Linked DNA regions of Sus scrofa: regions 1 and 2 are each linked to region 3. The links are chromatin contacts, called in public HiChIP or PLAC-seq maps. All regions are on one chromosome and are shown on one strand. Each heading gives the region's core, a stretch centred on a gene start, on an enhancer-like site or on the middle of the called end of the contact. The rest is flanking DNA. Distances are from core to core; before and after follow the strand shown. Region 1 overlaps FGGY (FGGY carbohydrate kinase domain-containing protein). Region 2 overlaps FGGY (FGGY carbohydrate kinase domain-containing protein). Region 3 overlaps LOC102165506 (a long non-coding RNA gene).

What was found. HiChIP or PLAC-seq counts read pairs in DNA pulled down with a chosen protein or histone mark.
Region 1: a contact with region 3 is called in an H3K27ac HiChIP or PLAC-seq map of alveolar macrophages, with 8 times the contacts expected there. The contact joins two enhancer-like sites. A contact is called at or near these places in 1 of 47 Hi-C or Micro-C datasets (fetal heart ventricle) and 2 of 2 datasets of contacts at active chromatin or transcription factors (alveolar macrophages and skeletal muscle).
Region 2: an H3K27ac HiChIP or PLAC-seq map of alveolar macrophages shows a contact between it and region 3. The contact joins two enhancer-like sites. A contact is called at or near these places in 1 of 47 Hi-C or Micro-C datasets (fetal heart ventricle) and 1 of 2 datasets of contacts at active chromatin or transcription factors (alveolar macrophages).

The regions. Positions count from the first base shown.
Region 1 is chr6:152,830,575-152,833,631 of Sscrofa11.1, forward strand. All of the region lies in intron 14 of FGGY (FGGY carbohydrate kinase domain-containing protein), which reads right to left. Among named protein-coding and RNA genes, the nearest start is that of HOOK1, 120 kb to the left of the region's middle. Within about 2 kb of position 1,792, at least 15 of the 83 cell types and tissues checked have an H3K27ac peak or open chromatin away from gene starts, as enhancers often do. A contact at or near this core is called in alveolar macrophages, where this site is marked.
Region 2 is chr6:152,810,421-152,813,569 of Sscrofa11.1, forward strand. All of the region lies in intron 14 of FGGY (FGGY carbohydrate kinase domain-containing protein), which reads right to left. Among named protein-coding and RNA genes, the nearest start is that of HOOK1, 100 kb to the left of the region's middle. Within about 2 kb of position 1,306, at least 9 of the 83 cell types and tissues checked have an H3K27ac peak or open chromatin away from gene starts, as enhancers often do. A contact at or near this core is called in alveolar macrophages, where this site is marked.
Region 3 is chr6:153,381,242-153,384,213 of Sscrofa11.1, forward strand. The region is part of intron 3 of LOC102165506 (a long non-coding RNA gene); the gene reads left to right. Among named protein-coding and RNA genes, the nearest start is that of FGGY, 170 kb to the left of the region's middle. Within about 2 kb of position 1,635, at least 3 of the 83 cell types and tissues checked have an H3K27ac peak or open chromatin away from gene starts, as enhancers often do. A contact at or near this core is called in alveolar macrophages, where this site is marked.

The sequences.
Region 1 (3,057 bases), core at 542-3,041, 550 kb before region 3:
CAAGTGAAGCTGGGGTATGTATCCTTGAAAAAAGAGTAACTGAGACTCACAAGGAACAGTCTGGGGTGGGGCCGGTATGAACACGGAAAGCTGTTTGCAGAGACAGGGCTAAGAGCTAAGTGGGGTTAGCTTGGATTTTACCGGCTAAGGGCTTCCAATCCACATTCCTCCAGTGCAGCACCGTTCCTTTCAGTGGCTGGCTTTTTGGGTAACCAGCCTTCTCAGGCAGCTCAGGGGGAATATGCAATCTCTGCCAACTTCACCTCCATGGTAATACAACACCTGCTCATGCCATACCTGCTACCAGTTACGGATAAGGGAGACTGGGATCCTTCCCGGAAGCTCACCCCCAGGTGGGGTAAGCCGACACTGAAACACCCTAGGGCAGCACTGCAGAGAAGCAGTGGTGAGGGGGTGCGTGTAGACGTGGGCCCACTGTGAGGAGTATCCCAAGGCAGCTTTACAGATGGGTTCCAGTATTATTCCAGTGAGCAGTCCACAGGCTCAAAACATGGCAGGAGTGTATCTTACTAGCTAGCTAACCTTGGGAAAGTACTTAACCTCTTTGTGATTTGGCCTCCTTATCTGTAAAGGCCTCCTTATCTGCAAAGCACAAGACAGATCAGGACCTCATGGGATTTTTGTGAGGATTAAGTGAGTTAATCCATAGTCATACACACAATGACTGCTGACACTTCCTGACTACCCTCTGTTATCGTTTCAGGAGCCCCTTGAAGAGAAGGGTCCCAGTCCCCACCACACCACAATATGCCAGATTCACTAAAGCTAGCGGCTTCCTCATCGTCTAAGCACTTGCTCGAATCTCCGCTTTAGGATTGTCTGTAATTTTCTCCTCCATCGATTTCTGTCTGTAGCCGTTAGTCCGCTTCCTAGGGTGAAAACAACTGCTGTCATCCAGTTATCTGAACCAGCCTGGCCTGTCCGGATCCCTCCTCATCAGAGATGCCGACAGCTGAAAGTGACATGGCCAACTTGGTAGGAGTTTCAGTCTGATCAACTCCATCCAACACCCAGGCTCCTCTGGCCAAAGTGTCAGCTGAGGGGGAGGGGGAGGGGAAGGGAGGTCAATTGTGAGGTGGGGTGAAGCAGTTGCTGGCTTCCCATCTCAGCGGCCTTGTCTCAGAAGGTGCCTTGTCAGTCCCCATGTCCCCAAACATGTAACACTCTACACAAAGGCACTCTGGTGAAACAGGATAACTTCCTAGGGGCATTTAAAGTGTTCCCTTTCAATTTCAGGGAGTCTTCAAAACTGTTGGAGATACATAATAAATCTTTGCTGTTACTCCCAGGCTTGAAATAATTTACAGGCTTTTTTTCTTCAGCAGGAAGCAGTGTTATCATTTAAGAAGCACTTAATGTTGTTCATTTTTTAAAAATGAGACTATTAGCTTATTACATAAAAAAAAAAAAAAAAAGATAGATAAGAGTCAGGGGATGTTGGGCAAAGGATGCTCCCAGGACTCCTGATCCAGTTTATAGCAATCTGTTTCTAGCTGACAATCCCTACTCCCCATCAAGTGTGGCCCTTACATACTAAGCTTTCTATTGTTACTCCCCAGTTGGGATCCTTCCTAGGACTTGAGTGGATATCTTTTTTGCCTGTGTTATTCTTCGGCTTTCATTACCAACTATCTGAAAAGTCCACTTCCTGCTGCTTCTCTGCTCTCCCTAAGTTAGCATTTCCATTTCAAGCCCTCCGTCTTATACAAAACCACACTTCTCTTTCTTGCTTGTAGCTGTTACCAGGGAGCAGCTTATGTAATGGTACTCTCTGGTTTCAGGTTGCTTCATTTTTATTCTTCTAGCCTGACTGTCAGCTCCTTGAAGGTGGGGAACCTGCCCTTGTTTTTCCTCTTGTTCTTTTTTTAAACCTGTAAAACATTAGGCCCTCTCTCCTAAAATCCAATCCTTTGATGTCACCAGTAGAAACAGTGTATTTTCTGTACCAGACAGAAAACAGTGTATTTTTCTGTACCAGACAGAAAAACCTGTATTCAAATATTCAGCTTGAATATTAACAGCCAGTCTGACCTTGGGTACGTTCTTTTAATTTTCTGAGTCTGTTTTCTCATTTGTAAAAATGAAAATAACAAACTTCGAACATAAACTTATTATGAGAACTACATGAGAAACTTTAAATGTTGGTTCTGCAAGGAAATTTCTAAGCGACCAGAGCAATATGAGTTACACATGCAGCTTTCTTGTAATTTGCTTTGAAACAGGAAGAAAATTTGGAAACCTTGAGGAAGAGATATGTTTCAAGAAACATAAACTCTGAGACATACAGACTTCAATTCCTCATGCCATTACTTAATAGCTGTGTGACTTTAGGGAAACTGTTTGCCCTTTCTGAGTCTCTAAATCCTCACTTGCATGATGAGAATAATCACATATATAGTATGGTGAATGGTCCAGAGTGCTGGTTCAAGAAAGAGGAGTTTCTATTCCTTTTGACTAGACACTACCTTGAACTGTGCCCAGCTCTGACTTGTAATCCAGTCAGATCTCCTCCGGAAAGTGGTAAGTTACGTATGGCTACAGGCTCCAATGCCTAACTCAGAGCGGGGTTACTCAGATCTGGGCATTCGCTAAAGTTGCTTAGGTCAATTTTCGTCCTTTGCATGCCACTTAGTCAAAGTGGACTGCTCTCCATGGTAACCAGCCACCCTTTCTCCCATTGGCCTAGCTCATTCCAATGGGAGGGGGGAATGGATTCACCATAAGGATTGACTTCTCTTTTAATATTTAAAAGCAACTCTATTACTCAGAATCCAGTCAGGAGATGAGAAGCCACTCTAGGTCGTTCAACAAGAACTGAGTGCAGGAAATTTGTTCATAGAAGACAGAAGAAACTAAAGCCGGGCAGATGATGTTGAAGGAACTGAAGAGATCAGCAAAGGCCAAAAGCTGCTACTCCTCTTAGGGATCAAGAGATGATGGGAGGCATTGGAGGGACCAGAGCCAGGGGCTGGTGATGCCAGGCTGGAGGTGAAACCAAAGAAGGGCTGAGCGGTCAGAATGGGGCAGCTGCTATAG
Region 2 (3,149 bases), core at 56-2,555, 570 kb before region 3:
TGGCTCAGGGGCCTGTCCACTGTTCAAGAGGCAGCACTGCCAAGCAGGAAAAAGTCCTGGGCAGGTGAGCGGCAGTAACTCTAGAAACCCCAGAAGCTGCTTCTCAAGGAGCTAGATTTGGGCCCACAGGACTAGTTAGTTTTGACAGGTGGGCCCACAGGACTAGTTAGTTTTGACAGGTGAGAGGAAATCCTGCAATGGGGGGACAGACCTACAGCGGAAGGTAGAGAGCATCCAGGACAAACATGACCTTCTGCCCATCTTTCCCACATCCGAGCCGTGCCCTTTGGAGAGGCTGACAGAAAGTTTGTAACCGTGATGGAAAGGTTCAGGAGGACAGCATTAGATGTGTTTTAGACTAAGAATTAGGAGGCCTAGATTCTTTTTATTTTCTTTTTTCCCTTTTTTTTAACAGCTGCATTTGGAAGTTCCCAGGCTAGGTGTCCAATTGGAGCTGCAGCTGCCAGCCTATGCCACAGCCACAGCCATGCGGGATCCAAGCCTCATCTGAGACCTAAGCCACAGCTCATGGCAATGACAGATCCTTAACCCACTAGGCCAGGCCAGGGATCGAACCCATATCCTCATGGGTCCTCAGCTGGGTTTTTAACCCACTGAGCCACAATGGGAACTCCAAGAAGCCCAGATCTAGTCTCAGATTTTCTCTCTATAACCTTGGGACTGGCACCTCCCACTTTGGAAGCAAAAGTCTCCATTTTTTAAATGCATTAGATGACTTGTTAAAGTCTATTCCAGCTTTGATACCTCATTTTTAATTAGAATAAGGATGACTATAAAAAATATATATTCTATAAGAAGGTGAGGCATGCCCATTCAACTAGGATGGGTCCCTTCAAAGCAGTGGCTTTAGGAAGGCCTGGCCCTGGTCCAGGGATGTGGGTTTCTTGGGCAGGCCATCTGTTGAGACACCACAATGGCTGGTCAGCTGATGATTCTTGCATCTCTATTCACACCCAAGACACCTCATTCAGATGGGCTGTGACTGACTTTGGGAACAGTAACAGATTCAGCCATTTTCACGCGAACTGTTTTCAACAGTCATCTCCAAACAGAAGAAGCACAGTGGGCTGTGGTGACAAGAATTCCGGGGAGTACTATTTATGGCTGTGTTTTGGTTTACCCTTGGCCTAGTACACAGGGTACAGTTGAAAATGGCCTCAGTTGAAAACACTCTCTTGTCTTTCAGGGCAAAATTTCCAAACTTTTACATGCAGCCTGTAAGCTCCAGGCCTCCTGCCCCCGCCTCCACCTCCTCTGGTCTCTCAGGGAAACAGGGTCACCCCCTCCAACCCTGCTCACGCCTGGCCTCTGAGTCATTCCCAACAGAGGCAGGACATATGTTAATAGCATGTCATTAGGGATTTGGAGTTGGACAGTCCTGGGCTCAAATCCCAGTTCTTCCACTTGTTTGTTGTGCGATCTTAGGCAAATCGCTTAACCTCTCTGACTCTCAGTTTCACTAGGCGAAAATTAAAAATAACAGGACCTACGCAACAGGACTATTTTAAGAATTAAAAAGAGACATATCATTGTAGATAGATCCTGACAGACATCCTTAATAGTGTTTTTCTCTCTGTTCTAATCATTTTGGTTGATTAATAAAAACCGGGCTTGTCAACTAATCTATGGCAAAGGAGGCAAGAACAAACAATGGAGAGAAGACAGTCTCTTCAAGAAGTGGTTCTGGGAAAACTGGACAGCTACATGTAAAAGAATGGAATTAGAACGCTGTCTAACACCACACACAAAAATAAACTCAAAATTGATTAAAGATCTAAATGTTAGACCAGATACTATGAAACTCTTATTAGAGGAAAACAGAGGTAGAACACTTTTTGACATAAATCAATCACAGCAATATTTTTTCAGCTCCACCTCCTAGAGGAATTAAAATAAAAACAAAAATGAATAAATGGGACATAATTAAACTTAAAAGTTTTTGCACAGCAGAGGAAACTATAAATAAAACATAAAGACAACCCACAAAATGGGAGAAAATATCTGCAAACAATGCAACCAACAAGGAAATAATCTCCAAAATATACTACAACTCATGCAGCTCAATATTAAAAAGCTGGAGTTCCCAACATGGTGTAGCAGAAAAGAATCCGACTAGGAACCATGAGGTTGCAGGTTCGATCCCTGGCCTAGCTCAGTGGGTTAAGGGTCTGGCATTGCCGTGAGCTGTGGTGTAGGTTGCAGATGTGGCTCAGATTCTGAGTTGCTGTGGCTGTGGCATAGGCCAGCAGCTATAGCTCCGATTAGATCCCTAGACTGGGAAACTCCACATGCTGTGGGTGCGGCCCTAAAAAGACCAAAAAAAAAAAAAAAAAAATATATATATATATATATATATATATATATACACACACACACACACATATATTAGAAAGCCAACAACACAATCGAAAATAGGCAGAAGATCTAAAAATACATTTCTCCACAGAAGACCTACAGGTGGCAAAATAAATGAAAAGATGTTCCACATCACTAATTACTAGAGAAATGCAAATAAAAACTACAATAAAGTATCAGCTCACACTGGTTAGACTGGCCATCATCAAAATGTCTACAAACAATAAATACTGGAGAGAGTACAGAGTTAAATGGAACCCTCCTACACTACTGGTGCAAACATAAATTGCTATAACCACTATGGAAAACAGTATGGAGGTTCCTTTAAAAAACTAAAAATAGAAATGCCACATGATTCAATAACCCTATTCCTGGGCACATAGCTGGAGAAAACCACAATTTGAAAAGTTACATGCACCCCAATGTTCATAGCAGCACTGTTTACAATAGCCAAGACATGGAAGCAACCTAAATGTCCATTGACAGAGAAAGGGAAGAAGAAGATGTGGTACATATATACAGTGGAATATTACTCACCCATAAAGAAAGAATGAAATAAAGCCATTTACAGCAACATGGATAGACCTAGAGATTATTATACTAAGTCAGACAAAGTTAAATATCATATGATGTCACTTATATATGGATTCGGACAAAACGATACAAATGAACTTATTTTAAAAGGAGACACAGACTCACCATAGAAAACAAACTTATGGTCACCAAAGGAGAAAGGTGAGAGGGAGGGATGGACTGGGGGTTTGGGATTGGCA
Region 3 (2,972 bases), core at 385-2,884:
ACCTTTGAGGACTTTAGTGTATACGACCTAAGAATGAGGATGTTTTCTTTTTGTTGTTGTTGTTGTGCTTTGCTTTATTGCATTTAGCAGATATTACATTTTTACAGATTGGTTTGTGGCAATCTTGCACTGCCAGGGTTCGTGTTTTTTAACAATAAAGTATTTTTTTTTCTTTTTGGGGCCACACCTGTGGCATATGGAAGTTCCCAGGCTGGGAGTCGAATCAGAGCTGCAGCTGCTGGCCTATGCCACAGCCACAGCAATGCCAGATCCAAGCCACATCTGTGGCCTACACTGCAGCTTATTGCAACACCAGATCCTTAACCCACTAAGCAAGGCCAGGGATCAAACCTGCAGAGGATATTTTCTTAATATAACCTCAGTGCAGTTGCAGGAACTTTAACATTAATAGAATAATTTAGATACAGTCTATGATCCAGTTTTTTTTTTCAATTAGACCAATAATGTCTTTTATAGAAGGTGTTTTTGTTTTTTTTTTTTTTCGCTCCAGTAACTGGAGTAATTCCTGGTATGTTTATTTCTATTTGTATTCAGCTTTACATTTTCCTTGTTGATTTAATTTTATTTTTTGAATATTTAAAACGTGAACATGCTTCCAAAGTCAAAGCTCTCCTAAAAAGTAGACTCAGGGATGTTCTTTCTCACGGTCCTTTCAATCTCCCTCCCTCAAGCCCTGGTAGGTAACCACCTTGACTGCTGCCTGCTTTATCATTCCCGTATTTCTTTTTGCAAAAGTCAGCAGAAAGATACGTTTATGTTTCCTTACTTCTGATTCTCTCTCACACAAAGTGTATGCTTTTGCACCATATGTACCCTTTCACACTTTGCTTTGTTCTCCTGGAGGTCACCCCATATTCATTCCCAGAGATATACCTCGCTCTTTTTCACACGTGCATATTTGTGATAGATTATCAAACACAAATTACTTGCTGCTCCTCTCAGCAAAAGGTGGAGTCTGTTTCCTCTGCCCTTGAATTTGGGATGGCCTTGTAAGTTGCTCTGAGCAATAACAGGGGGCAGAAATGCTGCGCATCTATTTTTGTGTTTTCAGGTGTGTTTTATAGTTTTCCTCATCTAGTTTCTGAACATTTCTTGTCAAAAACTATGTTGTTTTTAAGAAGTTACTTCATCCTTCCACATCTTGGATTTCTCAACCATAAAAAAGAGGATTATTAGAGCTTTCTTGAAGAGTTATTGTGAAAAGTAAATTGAAAATAATTGCTGTGTAAATCTGAGTTTTCTAACTCCTTCCCTTGAAGCTCCTGCTTGCTCTTGAGGAGAGGGGGGAGGGGAATAATTTATCACACATGTCTGTCTAGCAAGGACATTGTCTAGGTCGGTCAATAAGTCAATCAATATTGCGTGTACCAGGGGCTTCAATAGTTGCTGGGGAAATAACCATAAGAAAAATCAAACATGATTCCTACTCTCAAAGACATTCTGGTTAATGAACATTTACCATTAATCCTATGAGATTTTATAATGCAAACCCAATTAGCAAGTGTGACCTTGCTATCCAAGAGATTCTAAAATTGCATCACATAGGGAAGTAGAGGTTTTGTGCTCTTCGAATCCAGATTCCAGTTTGAGTCATCATGCAAGCAGATATTGCCTAAAACAAGAGAGAATCGGAGCTGGAAGGAACACGTGGAGGAGGGAGCTGAGGGACAGAGGGTCATGATGAGACCAGGATCACACAATTAATGAGTGACTGAGCTGGGACTGGAGACTTGGTATCCAGGCTCCCAGGCTGGGGTATTTTCCAACACACACCCACTGCCATTCTATTTTCCATCTGCATCTCTTGTCACCACCACGTACGTATCAGGGTTTCAGCTGTCTGCACTGTTGTCCAGGGAACATTGGCCAGGAATGAACAGCACGTTTCTAAGTTTCTAAGAAAGACCTGCTATCACTAGAGGCATTATGTCATGAGGCGTCAACTCACTCCACAAAGAAGGCGATTTAACAAATCTACATTGATATAGAGTTAGAAAGTGGATCGAATAAGATAAAAACAGAATTACTTTAGTATAGCACCATTTAGCATCAGACGCAATAATTTACTGTCTGTGTGACATTGACCAGGTTGTTCAAGCTTCCTGAGTTCTGCTTTTTCTCCCCTTTAAAACAAGCATGTACTTTGTGGGGTCTGTGGAAGAGACCAATTCTACTTTGGGTTTTCTCCTTCCTCTGTTGTAACAGAGCTTTTTGTTCTTAGCTGGGCAAACAGCTGTCTGGACCCAAGACCATAGTTGCTCTCTTTTCATTGTAGCAAGGCACAGCCATGTGAGTAAATGGTGCCTAGTAGAATACCAGGAAAAATGGTATGTCCGAATTCCAGAAAATATCCTAAAGGGAATGGCTTTCTTCTACTTTGTTTCCTTTGGTTGAAATATAGAGTGAAAACTTAAGCTAGGGGAGCTATGGGGGACCAAGAGGTAACCTTGGGAATGATGGCCACACCCAATGAAGCAAAGGATAGAAGGAGTCTGGGCCAGTATGAGACCCAACCATTCCTGAATAGCTTACTGATGTGTTGACCTAAGATTTCTTTCTATTGTTTTTAAGCCACTGCTATTTGGGGGCCTAGGATGTCTCAGGTAGCGATGGGAAGAAGCCCCATCCAGAGTAACTCCTTGGAGTTCCCGTTGTCGTTCAGTGGAAACGAATCCGACTAGGAACCATGAGGTTGCGGGTTCGATCCTTGGCCTTACTCAGTAGGTTAGGGATCCGGCATTGCCGTGAGCTATGGTGTAGGTCGCAGATGCAGCTTGGATCCTGTGTTGCTGTGGCTCTGGCATAGGCCGGCGGCTGCAGCTCTGATTAGACCCCTACCCTGGGAACCTCCATATGTCGAGGGAGCGGCCCTAGAACAGTAACTCTTTGCCATAATGAATAGTTTCTGTTTTTGCCTGCCTGGCTTCCGCTTCTGCCACTTTTAAAGATTG